Linked DNA regions of Mus musculus: all the other regions are linked to region 2. A link is a contact called in public HiChIP or PLAC-seq, Micro-C and promoter capture Hi-C data. All regions are on one chromosome and are shown on one strand. The core of a region is the stretch at or near the end of the contact, and the rest is flanking DNA. Distances in the headings are between cores, read along the strand shown. Region 1 overlaps Hhat (hedgehog acyltransferase). Region 2 holds the start of Rcor3 (REST corepressor 3). Region 3 holds the start of A730013G03Rik (RIKEN cDNA A730013G03 gene). Region 4 overlaps Hhat (hedgehog acyltransferase). Region 5 has its middle 19 kb from the start of A730013G03Rik.

Region 1 (5,912 bases), core at 924-3,423, 560 kb before region 2:
TCAAGGTTAACCTAAAATGGACACACATGCTCTCTCTCTCTCTCTCTCTCTCTCTCTCTCTCTCTCTCACTCATACCCGTTTAACATACTCTCATATATACACACACTCACACACACATACACTCACAATACCCTCTCACACACTTACATAGACACACTCTCACACTCATACATACTCCCACACACATACTTATACACATAAACACTCACACACATACACTCACACATTCTACATAGTCACACACTCACATATGCTCTCTCTCACGCACACTTACACATTCACACACACTCACATACACTCACACAAGTGCTTAATAAGAAATGAATGAATGAATACATAAGACACACAAGACTCTGTAGAGACTCCTGGTGTCTCATAATTGGGAAGAAAGCTGAATGGGACTTGCATGCGACATAAGCTCAAGAGGTGCCCATGGATCCTCCATGGGAACAACACACAACCCCAGAAAAGACTTGGGGTGCTGTTTTCACCTTCCTTGAGCTTCCTGGAAGATCACTTCAGACTGTCCATCTGCTTTAAAAGCTAATATGGCTGGAAGCCCCAGCGAGACCGCGACAGCGTGTTCATGTGGCATATAGAATATCTCCTGTTGCACAGAAGATACTACAGAATTTTTGGTGCAGCTGACCAGCTGTCTTCTAAAGGACAAGCACAAGGCACTGGTGGCAGATGTCAGTGCTGACCTCACTGTTATAGGAGGGTCTTAGGAATGCCACCTCAGCGGGGTATGTGGTCTAACGGCAGTCTTGCACCTCATGGAAAGCAAGCCACTCTTAAAGTCACAGAACACACAAAAGCCACAGATCAAGAGGTTTCCTGTAAATGTTTCTGGGGACATCAGGAAGTCAGGTTATATCAAACCAGAAAAATCTCTGCTGTGGTCTCAGACGCCATCTGATGGCAGTGTGAGCTTTTTAGGTTGTGGAAGCTAGTGGTCTGATTAGTTATATCCCCCACATTTTATGGCGGTGGACAATGAATGGATACTTCTGGGACTATGGTATAGTAAAGCAGTCTGGCTCTGGATCAGCAGGGTTCTAAGTCTCCAATGGCTCTGCCACAGCTGATCCGTGGGTCTTGTAGAGTCTTTAGTGTAGATATAGCTTGTGTTCTGGGATTTCAGCTCAAGGAGAGAACATTGATTTTCTATAAGATGGAGAACATCGATTTTCTTATAAGACTTCCCCCAGTGAGGCTGCATGCCCCAACCTTCCCCAAACAGGACCAACTAGGGACCAAGTGCAAATGCCGGAGACTGGAAGGTGAGGAGACTGGTGGAGAAGCAGGGCAGTCCCAGGAGCCTTCTGTCTTACACTGCAGTGGCTGACAGGTCCCCTTGCTTTGCAGGAGGACTGGCGCTGGCCCAAGTGCTCTTCTTCTATGTGAAGTACCTGGTGCTCTTTGGTGTCCCGGCTCTGCTCATGCGCCTGGATGGACTCACGCCACCACCTCTTCCCCGCTGCGTGAGCACCATGTTCAGTTTTACCGGGATGTGGAGGTCAGTCTCATGGTTTGCTTACGTCTTTGGGGTGTGTCTGATGGGCTTGGCTGGCTTTGAAGAGTTTGGCTACTGTTCTTCCCCTTCACTGAAACACGTTTGGAACTACGTATTCCCTTTCTTGCTAATATGATGGCAGTCTTGCTTTCTGACCCTCAACGTTGTCAGGCTACAGAAGTAAGTGAGGCAAGAGAGACTGTTTGCCCCCACACACAGGACTATGTCAGGAGTGGTTTCTTACTAGGGGCAGTATATTAGTCACTTATGCCATGGCTGTGATAAAAGACCCTGGCCAAAGCAATTTATGGGAAAAGGCTTAATTTCAGTTCACTGTCTGAGTGTAAATTCTATCATGGCGGGAAGTCTTAGGGGCGGAGCTTGGGAGGCAGCTGGTCACATTATATCCGCAACCATGAGGCAGACAGCAGTGCATGCTGGTACTCAGCTGGCTTTTTCCTTTTTATGCAATCCAGGATCCAACCCAAGGAATGGAGTCACCTCCTTTTAGAGTGGGTCTTCCCACCCCAGTTAGCTTATTGAAGATAGTGTGCCTGCAGGCTTATCTCCTAGATGAACCAGGATGTGGTCGAGTTGACAAACATCACCACAGACATGCCGCGAGGTCCTCCTTACTCTGCTTTCTTTGAAGACGACTGTGTGAGTCACACTGTTAACTAAAGACGAGTGTAATAGCCCAGGGCAGCACTCGATGCCATACACTCATCTCAGCCCGTCTGGTCCAGTCTTCCTATTTTTTCAGTAATAATAATAAGAGGGTGTATAATCTGTCTACAGAAGTTCTTTTGAAGATGAGGCAAGTCACAGCAAATGTTTCCAGACGTCAGCCCTCAATATGTGTTATTCCCGTGTGAGGTTTTGGGCGATGGCTTGTGACTGATCTTTCTCGGGAGTTTTTTCACTTTTTCTGCTTTTGTCCCACAAACTTAAGATTGGCCTGGAAGTTTTGTTCCTAAAGATCCCCCAAGTCCCTTGTCATTTCTGATAGCTGTTTTCCAAAAGGACTTGTTTGCTTCGATGTTTTTCTGAGCATGTCCAGTGTGAAGCAAGGGTCAGGATTGCTTCTGTAATTGCAGACCCCCTCCTGGAGGAAGCTTAGGGCTGTGGGGGTTGGAAGAGGGACACCAACTCAGCAAGGGGATGTCGGTGCCTACTTAAAACTTGCTCTTTGGCCCCTTGCTTGTTTCTCTTTAGTTCTGGCCTTGCTCAGAGCTGTAGACATGAGACCCAAGGTAGAACGTAGCAGGTGAATGTAGTGAATGTCACCGTATCCAGAGGAGCTCCTCTGCAGGACCCAGGCAGCATGCAATGTAGCTATGTGGGTACTTGTGGAATCACCTGGCTTCTTTATGCACAGTTTAGTTGAGTTCCAGCTTGCTTTATGGGGTTTCTTCTAGTTATTGAGGGACTGCTAAGCAGTTCCCTTATATTTCCTTCATTATTTAATTAAGCTCCAGGCTGGATTTTTTAATGGCAGGACTGGGGAATGCTGGCAAAGGGGCTCTTCTCAGGGCTGGGAAGTAGCTTTTGTTAAGATGAACCTCACTGGAAGCTGTTATAATATGACTGTCTCAGAAAGGTCACTTCCTCAGCCAATGGTGGGACCAGGGGTGATTTGGGAACATGTCACAGACATCTGGTGGGAAGCCTGCATGGTTCCTCTGCCTCTCTGTTGTGACCATCTGCACTAATGTACTGGAAAGGACATTTCCTGGGGGCTTCTACAGGGTCAGCTAGAGTGGTAACCATGGTGACCTGGGCAGTTTCCTTGTCCATAGGTCACTGGTTGCCACAAAGCCTCTGTGTTTCATAGAGTGAAACAGAATGGCTGTCTGTTTTTGTTTTATTTAATCAAAATTTTAATTTTTTTTTTTTTTTACATTTTAAGTGTGTGTGTGTGTCTGTCTGTCTGTGTATAGTTATGTGTACAAGAGTGCAGGTGCCCTTGGAGGCAAGAAGATACCTGGCACTGGATAGAGTGAGGCTGGACTTACAGATAGTTGTGACCTATGTGGTGTGAGTACGGGGAACCAAATTTATGTCCTCTTGAAGAGCAATCTGCACTTTGAACTGATGAGCCATCTCTTCAGATCCCTTAACTTAGTTTTGCCCAAGAAAGATCCTCAATTTATGTGAGCCACAAAGATGGAGAAAACATTGTCATCATCAGAACAGATGGTTGCTCGGTGGAGGCTCCAATGTGTGACTCCTCGGAGGAATGAGGATCTGAAGGGCATGTACAGGGGCCCTTGGCAAGAACAACCAACCAACAAACGAATAGCTTCTCCTCTAGGGCTGCTTTGGGCTCCCATTCTAACTTCTGTAGCATGCAAGACTGGGAAGTTCCTTGAGTTTTTGTAGGCTTATTGATTTAAGCAAATGCTCATGTGTATCTGTGTGCCTATGTGAATTTATGTGCTCTGTGTGCACACTGATGACCAAAGAGGCCAGGGTGGGGGAGGGGCACCGGATCCCTGGGACTGGAGTTACTGGTGTTTGTAACCTCTTTCTGTGCAAGCTGCTTGATGTGGGTTCTGGGACCTGAACCTGGGTCCTCCTGTAGAGGTGCTCTTACTTACAGGGTCTGCCCAGTCCTGTGTTTGGTTTTGTTGTTTTGTTATTGAGACAAGGTGTTACTATGTAGCCTACTCTGATTTTGAAATCAGCTTCCTAATTGGCAGGCAACAAGTTTCTTCCCAGTTTGCTAGCTATACTTAGAAGCGCTGGGTCTTTTTATGTTAAAACAGCCAGGTTTCAGAATCCAAGTGAACATCTGAGACATGGTGGCCAGGGCAAGTCTCAGGAGAGGCTTTTTAATTGAAGAAGAACAAAGCTGCTGATTATCTTTGTGCCATTTGCAGAATGTCCCTTCCTCACTGGGAGGTTTTCTATGTTGTGTGTTGGTGTGCACATATGTCTGGTGTATGTGTATGTTTGTGTAGTGTATGTGTATGTATACATGTGTATGTCTGTGTAGTGTATGTGCACGTGAGTGCACGTGTGTGTTCACTTACGTGGAGGCCAGAGGTAAATGTTGGGTGTCTTCCCTAGCTGCTCTCCATCCCTGATTAGCTAGACTGGCTGGCTAGCCAGCTCAGGATATGCCTGCCTCTGCCTCCCATGTATTACAGTTGTAGACATACATGACCATACCCAGCTTTGTTCTGTGTGTGCTGGGGTTGCAGGACAACCAAATGTAGATTGTCCTGCCTGTGTGGCTTTCCCCACCTAGCCATCTCTCCAGAACTGGCTTATCATGTTCTGTGTTCCCTGTCTGAGCATACAGTCTATTAAAGTAAGGCAAGTTGTGAAGTTGTGATGTCTGCTATCCAACTTCACTCTGATGTTTCTGGGCTGCAACCCAAGACTGTCTCCCGCTTCCTGAGTCTAAGAGGAATTTAGTCAGGAGCAGAGCAGAAAGCTGGTGGGGCACCTGTTTGTTAAGGCCATGGCAGATGGGAGAGGTCTATAACGATCTCCCAGAGGTTACTGAGTGACCCTCAACCCTCTGGAAGTAGATACTGAATGAGGTTTAAAACCAGCGATGAGACGGTTATCAGTGCTGCACCTTAAATGCCTAACAGGAGATTGGCTAACCACATCATCTTTTGGTGCATTTCTCAGTGAAGGACCCTGATGATGTCAGCCTGCAGCGCCATTGGATTCTGAGCTTTGCGTCATAGGACAGATGACTCTGGCCATTGGCAGACAGGATGGTTTAAATTGTCCATGAAGAATTGCTGCTCTCCAATGACTCACCCCTATAGTTGGGCTCTGATGGGTTTATTCACTTCCATCTCTGGGTTCCCTCCTTCATGGATCCTGTTGGAATATTTGCAAAAATACATTGCAAAGCTCCAAGGAGCAGCTGTATTCCCATGGTGCGAGTTTTCTGTGGCTCTCTGGAGCTGAGAAATTGAAATTTCTATGGTTTATATCTAGGTTTCATGCTTTAATTTAGAAGAGCTGAGATCTCTAATGAGTATCTTTTGCCAAGAGTCATTAAGGACGGTGTTGCGTGTCTGAGGTTCCACATTAACATTCTGATTGTGTCCTGTGATGTGATTTCTCGCTATGGAGGTGAAGTGTGTGTAGTGATAGGATTTCCCATAGTGGCTGGTGAGTTATGGGTCAATTTCAGTTATCTCTAGAATCTGAGTCAGCTTGCCCTCCACACTGCTTGAATTATGATGCTTTCCCAACTCTGCGGGCAAATTCAAGCATCATCCGTTATCCCAGAGGAATCTGGGTAGTGGTTAGTGGGGGGCTACATTTTAATGTGTGAGTTCATTTTTAGGCTGAGGAGGAGGAAGAGGAGGGGCCTGAGCCCTGTTCTCTCAGTGGGGCATCAATTTTCCACATGGTAGGTCATTA
Region 2 (5,386 bases), core at 728-3,227:
AGACATTCTTCCAGATTTCTACCTAGGGCTTTTCTGTTCTGTAATGTCTTATCTGGGAAGAGACCATTTTAAGGTCCACTACAATCACCCTTCTCAACCAGGCAAGTTTAGAGTGCTTTCCTTTTCTTAAAAGCAAAACAGAAATTTGTTTTCCTTAAACACACACACACACATCCCTTCACGCCAAAATCCTTCCCCAAAGGTGAATGCAGTCTTTGGTCTAAATATTCCAGTAGAATCATTTTACTGCCAAGATTCTACTAATCAAAATAGTCCCAAAAGCCCTTGAAACTTTTGATCCCTAATCTAGACGCAGATTCTTTTCTACAGAAAAGTGAATCAGCACTATTTCAGAGTTAAAAAGTGTATCTATTAAGAGGCCTCTATTTTGTTTTGTGGTTTTTTTTTTTCTTGAATTTTCTTTTTATAGGCTCTAGCTTTTGTACTCCAGGATCAAAGGAGCTGATGTGACAGGGCTGAGATGAGTCGTGTTCATTAGAGGTTGGAATGTAAAAAATAAAATATCATTTCAGTTGTCCATAACATTTCTCCTTGCAGAAAATAAAAATCAGACTTAAAATATCCTTCAGCAATGTGTTTTTTAAAAAAAGGAACCGATGCTAGGTGTGGTGGTGCAGCTCTTTACTCCCAGCACTCAGAAGACAGAGGCAAGCGGATCTCTGTGAGTTCCAGGACAGCCAGAAGTACACATAGAAATCCTGTCTCAAAAAATAAAACGGGAGGGGAGGTTGAGTTGTGGTTCAAAAATTAATGGACACATATAGAGCTAAAAATCAACTATTTCCAGTACCAGTACTGTTTCTCCACCCGGACAAAATACTCCCTCCTTTAGACAGATGACCGGCCTAATTCTTGTATCCCAGAGTTTTCTTGGCTGAATTCTTGAGTAGGTCTGTTATTTCTCAGTAACAGAATTCCAAAGAACAGTTTTAACCTTCAAGGTAATTTTACTGTTACCCCCAAATTCTGCAGGACACACATCTGTATATTAAGCAACTCCCCCCCCCCTTTACTCCTGAGACACAAATCGTCCTCCTTGCCCAGACAGTATGTCATAAGCAAATATCCTTAAATCTGGGGAAGAAATACAGTCCAGCCAATCTTCAACTGGGTGCAAACTGCCAGAAGGCAGCTGGCCTCACCTTTCTCTGCAGCAGCAGCACCTCTCTGCAGAGCACTTCTCTCTCCACCCTCTCCAGAATTGCTCTGAGCCACCACCCCAGGCAGTGTCGACCCAGATAGCACTGGCCCGGGGAAGGTAGAGTTCGGTTATTTATTTCCCCACTCGTGGCATTCGCTTCTTAGACAGCAAAAGGGAAAGAGCCAAGTGGAAATACTGCCCTTTCAGTCCCTCTCGGACCTCACAGCAGAGAGGAGCTGCCTCGCCAGGTCTTTAGGGCCGGTCTCATTCCGGAGTGAACCGATCCTGCCTCCAACCGGAGGACCCAGCTCCTACCCCGGGGCGCACCTCGCGGGAGCAGCTCCTGTCTGAGGCCGCCAACCCCTGCCCGCGTCACCGGAGCTGCTCCGGTCCAAGGCCGCCATCCTCATAGCTCCTGTCAAAGGCCGCCATCCCCGCCGCTCCTCACCGGAGCAGCTCCTGAGACCGCCATCCCGGGTTCCCGGTCACGGGAGCAGCTCCCGCCCCGCGGCCCCGCCTCAGCAGGCCAAATTCCTTCAGCTGAGACAGGGCAGAGGCCGCCTCCCCGCCCTCCATGCCGCCTCCGGGGCCTCCACATCGTCTCCCGGCCCTCGAGCGCCCGGGAACCGGCCGGCTGGGGACGCGCGGGGTCCCGGCCCTCTGGTCTCTCCGCCCCGCGGCCGGAACCTCCCTAGGGCGGAGTGATCGCGGCCGCCCAGTGAGGAGCGCGCGGCCACGAGGGGCGCTCGGCCGGGTGGCACGGCGCGGGGCGGCGGCGGCGGGGGAGGGGAGGGAGGCGGGGCCGGGGCGGGCCGGTGTGGGGCGACTGCGCTACGGCTCGACCGGGGCGGTGATGGCGGCTCCATATTAACACCTCCTCCTCCTCCTCCGCGCTCCCGCCCGCGCCCGCCAGCCGTCTCCCCCTTCCCTGACGCCACCTCTCCCCCTCCTCTACCATGCCCGGCATGATGGAGAAAGGGCCCGAGTTACTGGGGAAGAGCCGATCGGCCAACGGCGGCGCCAAGAGCCCGGCGGGAGGCGGCGGCTCCTCGGCCAACGGCGGGCTGCACTTCTCGGAGCCCGAGAGCGGCTGCAGCAGCGACGACGAGCACGGGGGTACCTCGCCGCGCTCCCCGCCCCCGCCCGTCCGCCCGGCCCCCTTCCCCGCGCCCTCCTCCCCCTCGGAGCCGAGCCGCGGCCGCCGGAACTCCCGGTGCCGCCGCAGCCCGCGACCCGCGCCTCCCCGCCCCCACCCGGCCACGGCCTCGCCCGCGCTCCCGCGGCTGGAGAGTCTCTGCCTTGCCCTTCCCCTCTCCTCTCCTTATTTATTACCATTTTACCATATATCTTGGCATTGCTTTGCAGATGTTGGGATGAGAGTCGGAGCTGAATACCAAGCTCGGATCCCTGAATTCGATCCAGGTAGATATATTTGCTCACAGGAAAACCCCATCTCTCTCTCTCTTTTTTTTTCCCCCAGGCTTGCTCTGGGGTGGCCGGCGTCGGGATGGGAGGGAGTTACGTGGTGTTGAGTGTGGGGCGCACCAGGAGAGGCCAGGGCAGGGCAGGGCAGGGCAGGGCATCGCGGGCGGGGAGGCTGGCAGGCTCGGCTGGGCAGTGACACAGGGCGTGGGGGTAGATGTGTGCATGGCAAGGTGAACATGGTTCCCTCCCGCGGCACTTGCACGCTGGTGGCTTCGCACGGAGGTCGCGGGTCCGAGGCCCGGGGCGTGGGGACTGCAAAACCAAGGGCTGCAGGAGAGGGCGTGCGATCTGTGTGTGCATGAACCTACCCCAGGTCAGATGCCACTCCGACCCGCCCTGGGAACCCGGGGCTCAGCCAGGCTCCGCAGGGCCACGCTTGGCAACCGCCTGCTGTCATTAGCCCGAGCCAAGGGCGAGCCCTGCGACCCCGGCGCACACGGGATCCTGGTTTTTCTTTCTGCCGAGGCGGTGTGGACCTGGGCGGGGAAACGCCCGTGCCCGACACCGCCCCGGTCGCCCCCAACCCCTCCCCGCGCGCCGACCCAGCCCGGGGAAGCCAGACCACAGGACAGCGGCAGCAGCTGCCAAGGAGACATTTTCTCCGGAACAGCCAGGTTCCAGCGCCCTCCGCCAGCGCAGCTTGCGGGCTCCCTCTCTACTTTTCTCCAAACAGGCTCCCCGGCTGTCACGGGATGTCAGGCTGCTCAGGGATTGGGCGAGAGTTCCGCATATGGAGGCGCCCTTGCTGGAGCCTCTGGGCCTGGAGTGCTCGGCTGCTCTAACCCAGCCAGACTTGCCACTGGGTGGGCTCTGCCCTTCCCTGCCTGAACTGCCCTCCCACTTTTCCTGCAGTCAGTTTTTGTCTAGAGCTCATTCTTAACCGCACTGCCCGAGTCCGACGCTGGAGTTGTAGTTGGTGTTGCAGAGGACTCACTTGTAATTTCACAAGGAAAGCAGTCATGTCCGTTTAGTTTAGGTATGCTAGGGGGCTTCCATCCTTCTCCCCATTAGGACTTACCAAGTAGGTAGTATCCCCTCTCTGAAAGGAGAAGGGTAACCGTTACAAGCATAATTAGGACAGTTTCCTTCAGTACATGATACCAGAGTGCTCATCAGATTTGGGGGTTACCTTCAAAGCGACACAGCTGTTGGGATATTTTATTAGAAGACTATCGGTGTGTGCCGTGGTGGGCTTCTTGTAGTCGTATTTTTCTTGTTGGCATAGCTAGCTAGTAGGTGGGTTCCTTCACTTTATGGCTGTGCTTCAGGGCTTAGTTTGACATCGGAAAGAAGACATGTTCACTGAAGGATAGGCTGCATTTAATTCCCAGCTCTCTTGTTTTTGTCTTCTGAGCAAGTCACTGGCCTTCTCTGAGCTTCAATTTTCCTAGCTGTAAAAAACCATTGCATGGAATTCTTGCCAGGATTAAATGACTAGGCATATGGCAGTTACTCAGTAAAGATTAGATTTCATAATTATGAAGAACGATTTGGAGCTCTCGTTGCTACTCAATTTTTTAAAATATTGCTGAAGTCATTTCCCGATGGAACCCAGCAGCCGAATTATGTCATAAGCACACCTATCTTTTGCCCCATTAGGTAGATCTCGGTCAATATTTGTCTCCTAGCTATGTGCAGTTGGTTAGGGGCTTGTATGTGTTTTAGCATTTGTCATTTTAAAATACAGTTCATGCAACAATTTTAAACTAGGAAAAATAGTTAATCTATTTAGGTGGTCTTAGGTGACATTGTTTGGTTAACTAACCTAACTGATTATTTTTATCAGTTTTGCTTGTTCCAGCTACCTAGAATGTTTGTGAGAGGTGACAAAACCCCAATTAGTATTATTAGCTTTGAATTAAAATTTCCAATTTATTTACTCTGACTGTAATCAATAGAATAGGGATAAACCTAACGTTCCTTAGATGCACTTACTTCTGATTAGCAGTGTCGTCCACGGATACAGTGAAAAGCATTTGCCATTCACATGAATCACTGAAGGAAGCACTGTGCTTCGTGTGCCTGTTGCTGCTGGTTTAGTCTAAGTGTTGTACTATTTTTCGAAAGTTTTATTTCATGTTGAGCTAGTATAATTAGATGAAAATTTAAGCATTAATTGGGAAAAGATAATAGAAGAAAAGGAAAATTAGCTAATAATAAAAATTGAGAAATAATAAGCTCTCCTTTTCTCCTTCATAACCCCCCACCCCTTTCTGTTTTGTTTTCGAGACAAGGTCCTTCTACATAACCTTGCCTGTCCTGGGGCTGTCCTAGGTAGACTAGCCTGACCCTTGAACTCTGATCCACTTGCCTCTACCTCCTGAGTGCTAGGGTTAAAGATGTGTACCCCTACCCACCTCATCCCTAATAAAGCACTATTTGTATGGAAATTATTCACTGTAGTATTAGATGTAAGGCACTTGGAAGAAAATTTCCTTAGGTCCTAAGACTATTCTGAGAAAGTAGAAAAAGTAAGAGTGTTTTAGAAGAAATGATGTTGATGGTAGAACTTACACACATGGAGAATGACTTACTGTTAGGTCTCAGAAACCCAGGACAAATGGCTAACCATTATCAAGCTGGAAAAGTGGAGGGTTTTGTTGGAGTTCTGGGAGCTTGGCCATTTACCTTCCGTGGCCATGCTGGTATCCTTAGGATTTACTCCCTGGATTTCTGATTGTCGTCTTCAGTGTAAATGGGTTTGTGGTTTAGGGGCTGTTCCCCTTACATGGCCATGCT
Region 3 (6,045 bases), core at 1,432-3,931, 700 kb before region 2:
AAAGGCTCTGAAAGGACCAGAGGACTCTCTTGTGTTGTGATATCTGGGTTCTCTATAGTGAGCTTGAAGGCTGTGGTCCCAGGACTTTTAGATAGCTGCGGAAGTCATTGTTGTTATTTGTAAGATGTGACATCGAATGTTTCAGAAGCTTATGAATCATGAAGTTCCTAAAAACGGCTGCACGGGCAAAGCTGTGTCAGAGTTCTTTTCCTTGGGCTGGAATTAAATCACCTCTGGGTTAACACAGTTATCACGAAACGAGAAGAAACTGGCTATGAGGTGGATGCATTATCCTTAATAAATGCAGTTTGTTTTGAAGACAGAACCATTTAGAACGCTAGCTGTGTGCAGGGGATAAGAGGTGCCCCTTACAGGGGAAAAGATACAATCTCCTAACTCATCAGTCATCGTACAATTTCCAAAGTTCAGGTTGGTTGTGTTACCACAGTGAATGGTTAGTTCCTTTAGACATAGTCTTTATTCAGGGGAAGAAAATTCCCACCAAAATATGGTGCTAAGTTAAACTCTTTAGATGATTTAAGCCCAGTCCTCCTGTGTGCCTGTAACTCACAGGAGAGATGAAAGCAGCATTTGAAACAGAACTCCGAGACCCCACCCTATGACGAAGGAACTAGGGTATTTTCTGCACTGTTTTTATTGTCATTTATTTTTGTTTTTCTTTTTGAGACAGTCATTGTGGCCCAGACTGGAACTCAGTGTGTACCTGAGAATGGCCTTGAACTTCTGATCCTCCCATCTCTACGTCTCCTGGAATTACAGACATGTACTGCTACACCTGGTTATGGTTTATATCATGCCGGGACCAAACCCAGGGGTTTACACATGCCAGGCAAGCACTCTGCCAATTGAGCTACACCACAACACCATGGTTTCCACTTCTAAGAGGGAAGTTTTGATAGCAGATCATATGGTTGGTGTTCCTTATTTCAGAGTCTCATCCTTTTTTGGGCGTGTCATCTTTAAACTCAGCCCAACTGATGACTTCAGGATAGTGGTATGCCATTCAAAAAATCACATTTCACCTCTTTGTTTCTCAGCTGAATAATTTTCCCTAGGTGAGGCATACCTCTCTTGGGGCTTGATGATTGGTAGGGCTTGAGAGCAAAAAAACAGAGGCCCTGTAACTGGAGGGAACTGGGAAAGCAACCACCGGAGTTTAATGCTGGAGTCTCCAGTGCTACATCACGGTAACCCTGGGACGTCTCAGAATCAAGAGAGATCTCCCGCTGTACCACCAGCCCCAGGAATGAGACTCTAGGAATACCTGCAATTTGTATCCACTGAGAGTCATGGAGGAGCCAGAACACCAGTCAGTCAGTGGCAGGTTTTCCCAGAGAGTCCTAGAGATATGCCTGTCTATCAACAAGCCAAGGAAACGATTCCTCCCAGGAATCGTCCAGCTTGTTGAACCAGTGGGTTTCTTGGAGTAACCTTACAGGCCCATAGGTGGTTCAGGAAGACCTCTGACTAAATGTTGCACCTTGTCAACCTTCTACCTCTTGGCCACTTTGGCACACCTGGAGGCTATGTGCATCTGGGGGCCAAGGGTGACTGGAGTCTCAGATGAGGGTCTGCTGTCTTTTCCTTCCTTGTGTGGCTCCTAAGGGTGACCGAAGCCAGTGATTGAGGATGCCAGATAAAGGAAACTCTTAGCTTGCCCAGGGACACCAGGCTGGCCAGCTCCAAACTCTTGCTTCTCACAGTTTGAAAAACCAACAGCTGAAGGAAAAAAAGATCTATTTTTCCATGGCTATAATTCAAACCAGTAAGAGCCTGCAGGCAGCCTGACCTTCACTGGCTTTAGACAAGATGGCTATACACAATGAGGGTGGCATGGGTCGCTGTTGGAAATTGTCACTGAAGAATCCTAAAGCAACCCCGATCATTTGTCCATGTGAGTGTTTCTTGACATGGAAGTTGTAAGAATTCATTCACAATTCCAGTTATTATTATTATTATTACTACTACTACTACTACTATTTTTTTGTTTTGTTTTGAGACAGGGTTTCTCTGTGTAGCCCTGGCCATCCTAGAACTCACTCTGTGGACCAAGCTGGCCTCGAACTCAGAAATCCGCCTGCCTCTGCCTCCCAAGTGCTGGGATTAAAGGCGTGCGCCATCACTGCCCGGCTTACAACTCCAGTTATTATAGATCTAAGCTTAACTCAGTCATTCTAGTATCGTTTAATCTGTTCTCCCCACCAAGTGTGTAGGGGGAGGGGGGAAGGGTGCGCGCGCGCCTGCACGCGCTCGCACTGCCCATGACTGTTCTCCTATCCTGGAACTACATTCCTGCAGGCAGATTTGCTCCCCAGCTCAATACATTACCCCATCCACTCCCAGCCCATTAGCCCTGCACACCCGGAGCCAGCCAGGCATGTAGCGCTGCTGCTCCCGGCACAAAAGTCCTTCGCCTCTCCGCACCATGCAGGCGGGGACCCTGAGCCTCTTCCTCATGTTTATGCGTAATAAAAAAAAGCCCGCGTTCCCTCTGCAGCTTTATGAAGACAGTCCTTGCAGCTGTGACTGTAACTGGATTTTTTTCTTACCAGCTAAGATTATGGTCCCATAACCCAATTAGTGTCATTTGGTGGTGGTCCAAGTGCCTCTCCTGCCCGGGTTTTAATTTGGGGATCCCCGGAGGCTGCACTCCACATCTGTAGCGGGCCTGCTCCTTCTCTCCCGGTATTTACTCGAGGTTTATGGCGGGATTAGCTGTGTGGTCTGGAAGCGGCTGTCCTCTTTCATCCTCACGGGTCTGGAGCCGCCCAGAAGCCTTTTACTTTCCATCCAGCCCTGGCACCTAGAGGGCAGGCAGTCCCGGCGACTGGAAAGCATCAGAGCTCGCTCCGCAGGCCTCAGAAGCGCGGTTTCGCCGGCATGGGGGGAGGTGCTGCTCGCCCCGCAGCGTTCACTCAGCGGGACTAGCCCGCCCCATCCACATAGGGTGCACGGTCCTCCCCGCCCCCACTCACGGGCTGGCGAGGGCTGGCGGGGCTCCGGGCGCCCATTGTGCAGGCAGCTGGCACCAGCTGGGAAGGGAATTAACATAACAAAGAGCCGGAGCGAGCGCCGCGCGGCCGGGCGGGGGCTCTGCAGAGCGCCCGGGGCTGGAGGAGCGCGCGGTCGCCGGCTGTCGTGCACCGGGGCAGCAGGCCTCGCGAGGCACAGACAGTGGGTGCAGGCGTATGTCGGTGACGCCGTGTGCATGTGCGTGCATGCGGGTGCGCGCCTGCCTGGGACTGCGTCCCCAGGCCTGGGATGCTGATGCCCCTGCCTCAGTTCACCTGCAGAGGTTGGGCACTCACGCGCTCAGCATCCTAGCGTCCAGATTGGCCTTCTTTGAAACCACAGTCCTTTTAACTTTCATCGCCTGTTCTCAGCCGGGTCCACACCTCGGAACTACCAGGGGAACTTTCCCCGGGCCAGGCCTCACTCTATACTCCAGACCTTTTTGGCTTGGCCTAGGCCTCCAACAGTTGACAGAAGCGTCAGCACTGGTTCTATCTGTCCCGGGCTGGACACCCCAGGGCGCGCCCTGACCCCGACCAAGGACCAGAGCGAGAGGCCAGGGCCCTACCGGGAGCCCTCGAGTTTGAGGCTTTAGAGCTTGGCCTTCGTCTCCCCTGGCTCAGAGGGTCAAGGACACATTCCTGCTTAATGCTTCTGTTGCAAGCTTTCGACTGGACAGCCTCACCTCGCTTATTGCTAAAAGCCCATGGGAAGAAAGATGGGAAAGCTCAACTGAACTATAGGCAGACAGATGGATAGACAGATAAAAAACAAATCGCTGTGTTTAGACTACTGCCAGGCCTCCGAGGCCCCTGGAGGTCTCCTGTGGGGACTGTAAAAGGAAGTCAAGGCTCAGCAGGACCCGCAACTCGCAACTCGAAAAGCGGACAGGGCCCAGATACGCTCGGCCCCTTGCGCTCTACCTCGGTGACCCCCTCTTCGCGTGTCCCGGTCCCCTCCAAATCCCATCTTGCCATGGGGTTTGGACAAAAGGGCGAGCCCTCCATAGGCCTCTCGCAGCTGTGGCAGCTGGGTGGTCCCTGGAGGGTGAGAAGCAGGCAGAGGAAGCGCTGTGGCGGGAACCTGGGCTCCAGAACCGATGTGCACCTCAGCGCCTCCGCGGTCACTTGGCTGCACGCTTGCTCCTGGCGGGAGCCAGGCATCGATGAACTCTACTGCAGACTGGCTGAGCGTCTCCCCACAGGGAGGAGAGTGATTGAGATCAGCCGTCCGGCTATGTCATCTCGAAGCTCCGTGTCATCCACAGGGCCGGGTTCTCAGAATGTGTTCCCCATGCCTTCGAACACTTTCAAGGGGGCTTGGGCCCCTGGGGCCACCACCCAGGACCACGTTCCCTCTTTACCGCTGGGATGTAAGCTCTCGGTGGTTAGTGACTCAGCACAGTTCACTACAGTTCAAGTAGCTATCCGATCAAGCAGAGCCCAGAAAAAGCTGGGTGCTAACTTCTGCGGACCTGTTTTACCCATCCTAAGGTGTCTGACAGTCCTGCAAAGGGAAGAAGGTGGCACCACTGGACCTCAGCCTGAGAAGCACCCTGTTCAAGGTCAGCAGGCAGTCAGGTGACCTGGCTGCTTTGCAGGGACTTGGTATTGGCTACTGTTGTTGAGTTCAGAATTCTCACAGGTCCTAACCACTGTGTTTATTCTCAATAAATGGTTTCTTAATAATCGTTTTAATTAGCAAAAAGGCTGTCTTATTAAAGCTAATTAAAGGCAATTTGGGAACCTTATTTTCATACAATCATAAAATTAGAGCAACAAGAGGCTAGAGAGATGGGGAACATCTCCTGCTTCTATGCTGAGGGTTCAGGGAGAAGCTGACTGATGTCCCCAATCCCGAGGCAGGCAGGCCTAAGGGGCAGGGGTGCCCAGCCTATAAACTGAGTCCAAAATTTAGATGTAGCCTTGGACAGTATGGAGGACCAGCTACAGGAGGGATTCTCTGTCCATATCTTCCAAGTGGCATCTCAAAGACGTCCAGCCTACTCACCCTCTCTTCATCCTCTTCATCCTCCTCCCATCCTACCCCACCCATCCCTCTTCTCTTCCCCATTTCCTCCCTGCACTGTCTGTCTGCTCCAGAGGACATCTCAATTTTTACATCGAGGAAGAAGACACTCTCTTCCTCCCTCTACCATGGTACTGGCTGCTACAGATTCCCTCACTCTTGCCCAGAGGCACAGTCTCTATCCTGCATTCCTTCCCACCATTGTGGGGTGACTGCACTGTGTCATAAGCTTTCCAGGTGGGTGGAAGCTCTTGGACTTGGCTTTGTGTCCTCCAAACTTTGGCCTAGGTTTCTTGCCCAACCAAGCCATGTCCCTCCCCACTGACCTCAGCCCTGGCTCCACCCTTGCTCTTTATATAGCCTGGGATAACCCCACCCACCCACACACATTTCATCTCCCTTTCCGGGCCCCCCCCCCACACACCATCACCACCATCACCACTCCCTTTTTTCCTGTCTGTCTGTCTGTCTGTCTGTCTGTCTTACACACACTATCACCACCACTCCCTCTTTGCCCTTCTCTCTCCCTCCCTTCTCTCTCCCTCCCTTCTCTCTCCCTCCCTTCTCTCTCCCTCCCTTCTCTCTCTCTCTCTCTCTCTCTCTCTCTCTCTCTCTCTCTCACACACACACACACACACACACACACACACCACTCTCTCTCACACTCTACATCTCCTACAGAGCTTTCTATCATCTCTATAGCTGTGTCTGATGATCTAATGCTAGAGTCCTGTTTGTTTTTGCTTGAAGAAGCTGTCATTTTAGAAAGGCATCATATCTAACTATAGCTTTGAGGATCCATAGACCTTGGCTCTACCCCTGGCTTTACAATGGCTTTATGGCCCGAAGCTGGGCTTGTCTTCTCTGAGCTCTGGTCTTCATCAGCAGAGTAGACTCATCCCATGAGGATATCTGCACAACAGTGCCTGGAATGTGGGGCTAGACCCTGCATGCACACGTCTCCACGGTGCAGACACTCCTTGT
Region 4 (5,374 bases), core at 1,113-3,612, 600 kb before region 2:
CCACAGACCTCACCTAGATTTCCTAATGATTCATGTGCTATTATGGGATCATGTAACTGCTGCACCTTAGGTATAGAGGCTGGAGGAACTACTTTAAGTTTTTTTCCTCCTGAGACTGTGTCTTGACTACCTAGCCCAGGCTGGTCTCAAACACAGGAACTTACGCTCTAGACCAGGCTGGCCTCAAGCTCATGTTAGCCCCTTTGCCTCAGCCTCCCAAATGTTATAACACAAACATGTGCCGCCATGTCGGACTTTAAACTCGCTTTTGTGAAGGTGGGATGGCTTTCTGAGCAGAAACCAAATCCTCTGAATATAAGCGTGGGATTTTGAGGCTGTGGCTCCCAAAGGACTGGAGGTGTTGACAGGGACACACACTGTCTCTATGACATTTTTGGAGAGCTGACATTGTGAAATTTTGTAGGAGAGTCATGAGTCTACATTGCTTGTTTTTTTTTGTTTTTGTTTTTGGGTTTTGTTTTTTTTTGTTTTTTTTTTTGTTTTTTTTTAGACAGGATCTCATGATGTAGCCCAGGCTGGCCTCAAATTAACCACTGTAGCTGTAGATATCCTTGAATTTCTGATCCTCTTGCCTCTTGCCTAGATCTTCTTGATCAAGGGGTTGATCATCTAACCCCTAAATGCTGGGATCATGAGTGCTAACACCACAGTCGTCTTGAATTATGTAATTTGAGTCATGGTTCCAAACTTTTATATTGGCCTCATTTGTGACTTACAACTCTTCTCTCCAAATGCTTTAGAGAAAATGTAGACAGTGCTTTCCTAATCTGAGACGTGTCCCTGGTGTGTGTGTGTGCGTGCGCGTGCGCGCGCACGCCCCATTGTTGTCTTTTTGAGACAGGGGCTCTTGTAGCCCAGGCTAGCCCGGAACTCCTCGTGTTGCTGAGGATGACCTTTGAACTCTCAGATCTCAACTTTCACTTCTCAAGAGCTATTCCTGTGGGCATTCACTACTACACCCAGTTCAGAAAGTATTTATTTACAAGAAACAAAGAAAAAAAAAACCAGCACTAGGAGCTCTCATAGGTAAATGGCATAGAACCCTTAAACTTAGGGGAAAAGGTCTAGCCTCATCAATAACTCCTCCTCGTCCTGCACCTTGTTGGATAGGTTTTTCCTGAAGGCTGAGGTTTGAAAAAGTTGTGATTCATCAGAGAGGTTGGGGGTCATGATTTTTTTCATATTTAAAAGGCTTTTTATTTTAGTTTTTGAGAATGTCTTATATGAGTAATGAATTTGCATTGTTTACAGCTTCTCTCCCTCCCTCCAGCTCCTTTCATGCCTCCCCCAATTCCTCTCAATTTCAATGACCTCTTCTTTAATGAGTGTGTGAGAGTGAGTGTTGTGTGTGTGTGTGAGAGAATGTTTGTGAGAGTATGTGTGTGAGTGTGTGTGAAAGACATTGTGAGAGCGTGTGTATGTATGTGTGTGTGTGTGTAAGAAAGACATTGTGAGAGTGTGTGAGAGAGTGTGTGTGTATGTGAAAATGTGAGAGTATTGTGTGAGAGTGTGTGTGTGAGAAAGACATTGTGAAGTGTGTGTGTGTATGTGAGAATGTTTGTGAGAGTATGTGTGTGAGTGTGTGTGTATGGATGTGTGTGTGAGAAAGACATTGTGAGAGTGTGTGTGAGTGTGTAAGTGTGTGTATGTGAGAATGTGAGAGTTGTGTGAGTGTGTGTGTGTATGTGAGAATGTTTGTGAGAGTATGTGTATGTGTGCATGTGTGTGAGAGAGAATGTTTGTGAGAGCGTGTGTGTGTATGAGTGTGTGAGAGAGCGTTTGTGAGAGTGTGTTAGTGTGTGTGTGAATGTGTGTGTATGTGTTTGTACATACAGTGTGCTGAGGCCACTTGGTATTGCTTGTATTTATATGTGTTTATGGCTGACCACTTGCGATTGGACCACCTATACCTGGAGAAGGCTGATTCTTTCTTTCTTAGCAGCCATTACTTGCCTAGAGCTCTTTATGAGTGGGTGGAGCTTTGTGGGATTTCCCCACCCCCATCCACTGCCAACCAGTGTTGTCACGAACAGGTCTTGTTCAGGACTGCAGCATAGTTAACAAAGGGCAGGAAGTACAGGAGACTTGGTCACTTTTCTTGTTGCTCTGACTAAATACCAGACAAAGGCTGCTTAAGGAATGTTTTAGTTAGTTTTACTGCTGTAAACAGACACCACGACTACAGCAATTCTCATAAAAGACATTTAATTGGAGCTGGCTTACAGTTTCAGAGGTTCCGTCCATTCTCATCATGGTGGGAAGCATGACAGCGTACAGTCAGATGTGGTATGGAGAAGGAGCTGAGAGGACTACATGCTGATTGGCAGGCACCAGGAAGTGAACTGGCTTGAGCTTCTGAGATCTCAAAGCCTGCCCTCACAGTGATATACTCCTCCAACAAGGCCACACCTCCTAATGGCGTGACTCTCTATGGGCCAAGCACTCAAACATATGGGTGTATGGAAGCCATTCCTATTCAAACCACCACAAGGGGTAATTTAAAAAAGAAAATGTTTTGCTCCCCTTCCACTCAAGCTGGGTCCAGGTCCTGAATCCTCTTGTAAGGATAGGGAGGATGTCCACCCTTAGCAGGCATGGACTACGTGCACCTACATGAGCTGAGAAGAAGCTCTGATCATCATAGAGGTGTTCCCTGTCAATGCTGCATGTGTGGGCAGCCGGCCACTTGCATGTCCTTTCTGGGCTCAGCTTTGCTGTTGTTTATCATTGAGGCTCCTCAGGCTGAATTTCCTCATGTCCACTTACCTGCCCTTGTGCATGCATAACAGACATGGACCCTGGTACCTGGAGTTGCTCCAGTAGAAGACGCAGGCACATACCAGAATTATTCTTTTATTGCAAGTTAATAACGAAAGTAGTTCATTTCCTGTACAGTTACCACACTGACCATGTGACCTTCTCAGTTACCATGCTGATCATGTGACCTGCCCAGTTACCATGCTGATCATGTGACCTGCCCAGACATTGCTGACCATGTGACCTTCCCAGTTACCATGATGACCATGTGAGCTTCCCACTTACCAGGCTGACCATGTGACCTTCCCAGTTAACTTGCTGATCATGTGACCAAGGGGCTGGAGACAAGTGGACCCCAGTTACTATGCTGACTTTGAGACCTTGGGTACATGAATTTAAACCCTTCAGCCTCCTTTTCACTATTTACAAAATGGGCTAAGAACATGGGGTTCCATCCCAGAGAATCTGTGTCCATGAAGACTCTGCGTTAGAAGGAAAAGTACATTTGGAGAATGGTGGGAAGACAACCAGGCTAGAGGGGACAGTTCAAGGTGGGTGGGGAGGCTGGAGTTCTAAGTGGGCAAATGCCATCTGCAGAGTCTGGACTCTAAGCACTTTTCCCCTTGTGTTCTCTGACACACGCTGCAGTTCCACTGGTAATACCATGTCTTGCTCTCCCCTCCTAGGACCCGACTGATTTTGAGTGGAACTTCTGGATGGAATGGGGGAAGCGGAGGCTGGTGTGGCTCTTCATTGGCCATATGGCTGTGTCTCAGTTGGCCACGTTACTCACAAAGAAGGTAGGAGTCATGTGTCATTTGGTTTTAAGCCTCTTTCTCCTTTGGCTTTGGTGAAGAGGCCTGAACTGTGAATCTGGAGACAGGGTTAGCAGTGGGGAAGCCCAGGAACAGTATTAGCTGAAGTGACGTGTCGGGTGGGGTGTTTTCTCAACTCCCCTGTGTTGACTTCCTCCAGGTTATCTTCTAAAACCATTGTATACAGAGGTTTCAGAGTGAGCTAACCTCAGCCGGTGCTCACTAAGCGCATCCCTAGTGGGATGCTTTAGTAAAGGCTAGCTTGGGAGACTATGTGACTTCATTCACTTCAGAAGGGAGCAGAAGTTATATTGTTGGTAAATACAAGGCCCGGAGAGATGGCTCTGCAGCCAAGAGCACTGGCTGCTTTCCCAGAAGACCCAGGCTCTATTTCCAGTACCCACATGGTGGTTCACAATTGTAGTGGCTAGTTTGATTTTTTTTTTTTTTAATGTCAACTTGACACAAGCTTGAGTCATCAGAGAGGAGGGAGCCTCAATTGAGAAAATGCCTCCATAAGACTTGTAAGGGCATTTTCTGTATTAGTGATGAATGAGGGCGGCACAGCTCATTGTGGGTGGTGCCATCCCTGGGCTGGTGCTCCTGTATTCTTTAAGAAAGCAGGCTGAACAATCCAGTAAGCAGCGCTCTTCCATGTCCTCTGCATCAGCTTCTGCCTCCAGGTTCCTGTTCTGTTAGCTCCTGACTTGACTTCCTTTGGTGATGAACCATCATCTGGAAGTGTAAGCTGATCACACCACACATACACACACACACACACACACACACACACACACACACACACACACACACACACACGAGTTGCCTTGGTCATGGTATTTCATCACAGCAATAGAAACCCTAAGACAACAATGGTCTGCAACTCCAGTTCCAGGACATCAGTAGCCTTTATCTTGATCACACATGTGTTGTATAGATAAACACATAAGCCAAAATTCATACATGTAGAATAACAATCTTTTAAAAAGTAGCAACTGAGCTGGGGAGATACTGTGTGTGACACACTTGCTGTGTAAGCACAGTGACCCGAGTTTGATTCCCAGAACCCACATAAAGAATGGCCGGATGTGACAGTGCTTGAAAAACAGCACCAAGGGGGTGGAGACAGGCAGACCCCAGGAAGCTACTGGCAGCCAGTCAGGCCCACTTAGTCATCTCCAGGCCAATGAGGGACTGTCTTAAGAAAACAAGGGAGATGGCTCCTGAGGAATGAAAGAATGATTGACTAACCTCTGACCTGTGTACACATGTGCTCATGTGTGTACAGGAACATCACACACACCCACCCACACACATCTACATTTAATATTGAGCAATGTGGTAGCCTTAGCAGATTTATGCTCAATTCCATTGCTGGTTTGTTCCTGATTCAGCTTGGGACAGGGGATCTTCAAAGTGGATATCTGAAAAGAGATTTCACAGGAAGCTGGATTGTGGCAGCTTCACAGGGCTGGCAAGCTAGGAAGAAGCCCAAGAAGCTTCCAGGAGGACTCTACTGTCACTTAGGGACTGAGTGGCCTTTACCCAGGATCCTCTGATGCACATTTCCTGTTACTACCTCCTAATGTAAAGAATGAGCCTGTGATTGGAAATCGGCAAGTGAGACCCAGATACAACCTGACTGGCCTGGACCAACCGAGGAGACAAACTCTGTTCTTTTGAAAGACTCAAGATCGTGATGGAACAGAGGGTCTATAGCCCTGAAAGTCCAGAGAATGAGAGACCATGACTAAGCCAGAGCAACAGGCTGGTCACTGTTT
Region 5 (6,058 bases), core at 1,800-4,299, 680 kb before region 2:
GTGGCCGGGTATCATGGCAAGACTGAAGAGACCCTGAATGGAGGAGAGTGAATTTGCTGCTGGAGGGAAGGCAGAAGGAAGGATAGTTCCTTGATTTCTGGATTGAGTAAAGGCTTTGGCAATGGGTCCACTCACTGAGAAAGGAAGCACTGGAAAGGGGTCAGAGGTGTGGAGAAATCAGCTTAGACTTGGCACTGGTGAGGGTGGCTTCTCTGAAACCAAGTGGGAATGACAAGTAGGCAGCCAGATAGACAGATCCGGAGATCGAAGCAGAAGGCTGGGCTGGAAATGTAAACGGGGGTAGTGTCAGCATCCAGATGGGACAGCACAGCGATTTTCTCTTGCTGAGCGATAAGTTACCTCAAGGCTTGGTGACTGAGCACAGCCTTCCTTTGTTGGGTATGGTTTGGACAAGCTGGAACTTTGACCAGGGTTCAGACAGGGATGGGTTCACTGTGCCCTGTGGTGTCCTCCGTCTCAGTGGGAAGGCTCAATGGCTGGGAACTGGAGCTTTCTGCTGTTGATGTTGGCTGAGAGCTTGGCTGGAGTTGTTGGCTGCAACATCTCCATGTGGTCTGTCCATGTGGCCTAGGTTTCCTCGCAACAAGATTGCTTGATTCTAAGAGTGAGAGTCCCAAGAGAAGGCCACATAGAAACTGTGCCCCGTGTATGATCTAACCTTGGAAGTCAAGGACTGTCAACTCTGTCATAATTCCTTGAACAAAGAAGCCATGACCTGAAGCCCGGATTATGGGAAGTTAGACTCCACTTCTTGATGGACAAATATCGCTAACACTATAAAAGAGTGTATGGGAGGAGACATACATCTAGCTGTGGCCATCCTTGGACAGTATAACTGGCTACCAATGCAGATTATATGCTTTTTCCCAGAAAGCTGGAGAAACTGCTAAAGGTTCTCACCTCAAGATGGCTTCTAAGTCTCTGACTTTGCAACAGTCTGTGGTATATTACTTTGTGGGGAGATGTGAACAAATGTCTATTCACCCCACAGGAAGCACTGGTGACAGACAAAAGAAACAATTCCACCCTAGTCTAGTTCAGTGAACCAATGAATATATTGGGGTACTTAGAGGAGAATGGGGTTCTTACAGGGTTACTTTTATGAGCATGGATGATTTGAAAGAAGCTTAGTGTAATAATGTTCTGCCTGAAGTATCTGGGGCTTCACAGCCATAACTCTGCCATCTCCTTCACCCTCAGGCTTCGTTGAAAGGCTGCCCAGCTCTCTCTTCAGGTTTCAGCTCTTGTCCAGCCACACTGCACTGCTCGTACAGTTGCTTGGACTTCCCTCTCACCTTTCATCTATCCTACCTTATGGCCATCTCCATGAAGGAGCTCCTACTCCAGCCCTCACAGATCACCTGACCAGCCAAAGGCCACCCCAAACTTAGCTGTGCATGACTCTGACTGGCCTGTAATCTATGTGTCCTGATCAGTCTCCCGCCACAAAGTAACCTTCTTTTGAAAGAGGAGCAGAGGCAATCGCTCCTGTGTCCACAGTGAAAACATCAGGGGTCTAATATATGTCTTGCTGCTGAATATAATGGTTCTGAGCCTCTCGGGTCGTCCATGACTGCCCTGGATCAGGCCTGTGAGCTGATAGTAGCAGCTGGATACACAATAAGGACTTTTTTTTTTTTTTTTTTTTTTAGAATTGCTTGCTCTGCATCTGCAAAATAAACAACAGGGAGACGTCTGTACTGTACTAGAGAAATTTGGAGCTTATTATGGGATGGGGAAAGAGAGACAAAAGTCCTCTCCCCAGAAGCATCCCCAAAGCAGTTGGGCAGAGCATACTGCTGTATGGTGACAGCCGGACAAGTTCACTTAGGATCATGAACAGACAGAATAAGGGCTGGGTGATGCAAGGTGGTCTCCTTTGGTAGTGTTTTCTCCAAGCTATGTGCTTAAAGTTTGTTTAAAATTAAAAACAATTTATTAAGAAGAGAAAGAGGGAAAAAAGAGAGGATAGAAGGAAGATCTGGTATCAATCTCTGGCACATATATGCACATGTCACCATGCACATAAATGCACATAAATGCAGCAGTGTCTTTTGTTACCTCTGTCACTTTGTACAAATCATAAAAACCCTCTGGAACTCAGTTTTTCAATCTTTAAAATGGGAATAATAGCAATCACACACACACACTACCGCTATACGTTGCTTAGAAGATGAAGAAGAAGAAAAAGAAGAGGAAGAGGAAGAGGAAGAGGAAGAAGAAGAAGAAGAAGAAGAAGAAGAAGAAGAAGAAGAAGAAGAAGAAGAAGAAGAAGAAGAAGAAGAAGAAGAAGAAATAAAAGAAGAAGAAGAGGAAGACAATCATGGCTCATGCAGTCAACCTTTTAATTTGGGACTTTATGTATCTATGAGATTGATTACAAATAAATATTTGTTTGTAATCCAAGTTAATATTTTCTGAGCTTTGTACAACTTGTGTGTGTGTGTGTGTGTGTGAGAGAGAGAGAGAGAGAGAGAGAGAGATCGGTGGGTACATGCGGCAGAAATGCACCAGGTCATACTCTCCTAACTGGGGTCCAATCAGGCAGGCCCTGCTCCTCTCAAGTCTCACACTGCTCTCAAATGTTCTTTTCAGCCACTTAGTGCCATATTTTAACATTTTTGAGAGTCAGGTCCACTTCACTGTTTAAAATGGTCCCAAGGTGGCACACTGAAATAGCACCTGCTGCTCCTTTGTGCAGAAAGGCTGTGACAAGCCTTACAGGTGTGACAGGGAGCTGATCAATGTGAGTGACAGAGCCAGAGGGCTATGAAGTAGATGCTGAAGCACACGTGCTAAACAAATCAGAAGCACACACATGTGTGGACTAAGAGTCGTTTGACAAAGGCTCATGAGGAGTGAGCACTGTTTAAGTATGGAATAATTCAGGACTGGCAGAGACTGCAGGAGGAGGACCACTGTTCTCAGCAGCCATGGACTCATGGATCCCCCAGGTAGCACTGGCTGCCGATCTCAGTGGGAAGAGGGCTTGAGGTGTTCCAACCACCTAGAGCCACTCATGCTCTGCCAAGAAGGTCAAAGGGCATCTCACACTGGCTGTGCTTTTGCTCTTAGTTTCTGCCCTGGCAAGTGAGAGGCCAGGGGACCTAAAGGGGCTTTCCCTGTGTTTTCTATCCTTCTCTCTGTCCCAAGGGTAAACCATTGTATCCACTCTACTTTGATCTGGGGGGGTCTCCTGAAGGGATAGATGGTGGGGTCCCTAAGGCAATCCCTTAGGTTGGTGGCTGGTAGGAAAGGCCCTCCCAGTGGGCTCTTCCCAGAGTCCTCCAGGTGGGGTCTGGAAGCAGGGGCAGAGGCTTTCTCTGCACATGGTTCTATTAGTTGCTATTCTTCAGGCTCTCTGGCCTTGAATCCCCGTTCTCTCCACAGGAAGCCTCTGCAGGCCAGAGCTGAGGCTGGGTTTAAGGAGGCAGCCTGTGGTAGACAGGCCTGCACATTTGATCTTTATCAGACCTCTCTCCACCTCAGGCCTCCTGCCAGCTGCCAGAGCCCCTAGCCAGGATCCTCCAGGAATTCAGAATCCAAGGATTGTGTTACTTTCTGATTCTATTAGTAGTGGTGATGGTGGGGGGGGGGGGTTATCTGGTGGGGCATGCAGAGAGCTTGGTGCTCAGCGGGCATCTTTGGACACTGTTCCTGCCTTTCCAGCTTTGGCTCCCTACCACCTCTCCTACTCTCTGCAGGGAAGGGTATAGGTTGTGGATATATAAACCAAAGACCAGCTTTTTTCGAGGAATAACAGTGTAACAACGGAAAGAGCAGCTACTCCTTATGTAAATGCTCGGGACCAGAAATGCTGAGGATCTCAGACCTGGAAATATTTTCAAATACACAATAAGGTATCTTGGGGATAGGAAGGACCTAAGTTTAAAAGAATGGATTCCTGTTTCAAACAGGCCTTTTTGTTGTGGAACTCAGTCCTAAGAGAAAAACAGCTGCTGTGTGTATCAGATAAGCTGTGCCTACCTTCAGGGGTCCGTCAAGATTGGGCTTGTTGATAACTGACATTCCCTCAGAGAAGGAGGGATAGAGAGGGTCACGAACTTTCACCTGACCTTACAGCTGCTCTTTCCAGCCATATGCAATCCTGGCCTAATTGCACAGGAGGGTGCTGGGGTATACAGGCTGGGAGGCTAATTGAAGCTGTCTGTGCATGTTTGGGGGAGCCAGCATGCATGCAGGGTAAAGCCCTTTCCAGAGTGTCTGCCTTGGAGTCACTTCTGTCAGTAATGCCTCTTGCAGGCTCTGCAAACAAACTCCCCCAAACCCATCGGTTCTCCAGGTAAGCTTTGGAGGGTCATACCCTGCTTAGTTATAAGCAAGGACAGACATTGCATCTGACTTCCCAGGGAAGCAATTCGAGGCACACTCATGCACATAGCCTAAAGGTCATTTCATGAAAGCTTCCTGTGCAGTGCATTCGTGTAAGGGTACTGGGAGCTGTCTAGGGGGTTGTTTTGCTTGTTTAATGCAAAGACAAAGAATTGAATGTCTGAGAAAGAAACAAGGCCAAGAAAGAGAAAGTCAAGAGCTTTACTCCTTCAGGATGGGAGAGGCCTAAGGCTGGGGTTCTGCTAAACAGATGTTGGCTTGGGTATTTGATAGAGTTCCTGAATCCTCTCCCCTTCCTTCTCTTGAACCTGTTCACTCACCTCCAAGCCTTCCTGTCCTGTAGCCTTGCGATGTGTTCCAGGAACAAGAAACCACCATCTCAAGAAGTCTACATTGGATTTCCTGTCTACTTACCTCCCTCTAACTCTTCATTCTGACTGTCACCTGTCAATTAAGATCCAGGATAGAGTACCAACTTGATGTGTGGTGTTGAAAAAAATCAAAACTTGTGCCATTTGGAACGTTTTACATTTTCAGGTTAAGGAGGCTCAACATGGTTTGGTTCGTTTGTTTGAGACAGAACAGAGTGTATCTTAGGCTAAGATGCTTTGAACTTTTGACCCTCCTATCTGCACCTCTCCAATGCTGGGGCTTATGCCATCACACCCCATTTAAGAGAAACTTAAAAAGCACAGCAAACATAGCAATTTAGTCTAAGTTCACATCTACAATCTCAACATTTGGGAAGCTGAGGCAGGAGGATTGCTATGGACTATGTTGTAAGTCCCAGACCAGCAAAGACTAGACCAAGGCTATATTATCTCAAAAAAACAAGCGACGAACGACGACAACGACGACGACGATGACGACGACGACAACAATGATAAAAGCCACCAGTGTGCTATTACTGTTACAACCACTTAATACTCTGGAGTCCATTTTCCTCAAAACAACTCTGTTGTGTGGCTGTGGTCTCCTCATAACTCTGAAAGAGTTGAAATTTGAAGTTCTTTCCACTCTCTTCTTTCTCTTTCTTGGCAATGACAGCCTCCTGCTGGTGTTGTTCAAAGAGCTTTTTTGTGCTTCTACAGAGCCTGCAGCGCCTCTTTATAGGCTTTGATATTAGACCACGCCCACTATAATTCTGATTGGGTCTTGGGAATCAGGTAATTGATGAACATCCAATGGATTGTCTTGTTCGCTCCTTCCGTCTTTTTGACGTGCAACTGCTCCACGCAAGGATCGATTCCCTCTTACACTTTGTCCACGATGTGCTCTTTCAGAGAAAGAATGAAGCGTCCCAGACAAAAGAGCTTAAGGTATTGCTGTCCAATAGAATGTGAATGAGGTGGTCCTCCGACCCTTTCTCCAGTTGAAAAAATCACAGCATAAAACCACTCTAGCTTTTAATTCATTCAAAAGCCGGTCAGCAATTTTGACATAAGGTAAGTCAATTCAGTTTAAGTTCATGTCGCCATCATCGGGCAACCAACAGTTTGCCTCGATGGCGTTGTCCATCCATTGTTTGGGACTCTCGAGCAAAGCAATGGGCAAAATCCGCAGGAAGCTTCACCACGATAGAATAGAAAAACAACATGACTACAAAAACAACGAACATGATTGTGCTTCCCGCTCAAAGGCATAGTTTTATAGTGTAAACTGTTAATTACTAACCAGGGTACAA

Evidence for each region. Promoter capture Hi-C pulls out the DNA fragments that hold promoters and counts their contacts. A called contact is a pair of places that touch in the nucleus more often than the background predicts. HiChIP or PLAC-seq counts read pairs in DNA pulled down with a chosen protein or histone mark.
Region 1: a contact with region 2 is called in an H3K27ac HiChIP or PLAC-seq map of T-cell acute lymphoblastic leukemia, with 5 times the contacts expected there. The contact joins the enhancer-like site here to the promoter of Rcor3 in region 2. A contact is called at or near these places in 19 of 39 promoter capture datasets (the 3T3-L1 cell line, 3T3-L1-derived adipocytes, the C10 cell line and 12 more), 1 of 484 Hi-C or Micro-C datasets (bone marrow-derived macrophages), 26 of 115 datasets of contacts at active chromatin or transcription factors (the NIH/3T3 cell line, the SCID.adh cell line, SST interneurons and 20 more) and 3 of 9 other capture datasets (adipose tissue, liver and pancreatic islet).
Region 3: a contact with region 2 is called in a Micro-C map of embryonic stem cells, with 2.6 times the contacts expected there. The contact joins the promoter of A730013G03Rik here to the promoter of Rcor3 in region 2. A contact is called at or near these places in 9 of 39 promoter capture datasets (the C10 cell line, cranial neural crest, embryonic stem cells and 6 more), 3 of 484 Hi-C or Micro-C datasets (all in embryonic stem cells) and 8 of 115 datasets of contacts at active chromatin or transcription factors (astrocytes, bone marrow-derived macrophages, embryonic limb bud and 3 more).
Region 4: a contact with region 2 is called in an H3K4me3 HiChIP or PLAC-seq map of bone marrow-derived macrophages, with 5 times the contacts expected there. The contact joins the enhancer-like site here to the promoter of Rcor3 in region 2. A contact is called at or near these places in 16 of 39 promoter capture datasets (the 3T3-L1 cell line, 3T3-L1-derived adipocytes, the C10 cell line and 11 more), 2 of 15 datasets of contacts at CTCF or cohesin (CD8 T cells and large pre-B cells), 3 of 484 Hi-C or Micro-C datasets (bone marrow-derived macrophages and embryonic stem cells), 23 of 115 datasets of contacts at active chromatin or transcription factors (the 230-238 cell line, the SCID.adh cell line, SST interneurons and 17 more) and 4 of 9 other capture datasets (adipose tissue, bone marrow-derived macrophages, liver and 1 more).
Region 5: a promoter capture Hi-C map of liver shows a contact between it and region 2, with 2.1 times the contacts expected there. The contact joins the enhancer-like site here to the promoter of Rcor3 in region 2. A contact is called at or near these places in 2 of 39 promoter capture datasets (hematopoietic stem and progenitor cells and liver) and 4 of 115 datasets of contacts at active chromatin or transcription factors (embryonic stem cells, large pre-B cells and stem cell-derived neural progenitor cells).

What each region holds. Positions count from the first base shown.
Region 1 is chr1:192,689,407-192,695,318 of GRCm38.p6, reverse strand. It overlaps Hhat (hedgehog acyltransferase), which reads left to right. Exons shown (of 12, transcript NM_144881.4): 8 at 1,370-1,520. Among named protein-coding and RNA genes, the nearest start is that of Gm22265, 53 kb to the left of the region's middle. Within about 2 kb of position 2,173, at least 24 of the 459 cell types and tissues checked have an H3K27ac peak or open chromatin away from gene starts, as enhancers often do. A contact at or near this core is called in T-cell acute lymphoblastic leukemia and effector CD8 T cells, where this site is marked.
Region 2 is chr1:192,134,631-192,140,016 of GRCm38.p6, reverse strand. It overlaps Rcor3 (REST corepressor 3), which reads left to right and starts at 1,977. Exons shown (of 12, transcript NM_001346740.1): 1 at 1,977-2,278; 2 at 2,528-2,584. The coding sequence starts at 2,119. Gm10516 (predicted gene 10516) reads right to left here and starts at 3,119. Exons shown (of 4, transcript NR_033536.1): 1 at 2,956-3,119.
Region 3 is chr1:192,831,849-192,837,893 of GRCm38.p6, reverse strand. It overlaps A730013G03Rik (RIKEN cDNA A730013G03 gene), which reads left to right and starts at 2,681. Exons shown (of 1, transcript NR_155503.1): 1 at 2,681-4,775.
Region 4 is chr1:192,739,714-192,745,087 of GRCm38.p6, reverse strand. Hhat (hedgehog acyltransferase) reads left to right here. Exons shown (of 12, transcript NM_144881.4): 4 at 3,465-3,578. Among named protein-coding and RNA genes, the nearest start is that of Gm22265, 3.2 kb to the left of the region's middle. Within about 2 kb of position 2,362, at least 15 of the 459 cell types and tissues checked have an H3K27ac peak or open chromatin away from gene starts, as enhancers often do. A contact at or near this core is called in the SCID.adh cell line, bone marrow-derived macrophages and trophoblast stem cells, where this site is marked.
Region 5 is chr1:192,812,977-192,819,034 of GRCm38.p6, reverse strand. No RefSeq gene overlaps it. Among named protein-coding and RNA genes, the nearest start is that of A730013G03Rik, 19 kb to the left of the region's middle. Within about 2 kb of position 3,049, at least 29 of the 459 cell types and tissues checked have an H3K27ac peak or open chromatin away from gene starts, as enhancers often do. A contact at or near this core is called in liver, where this site is marked.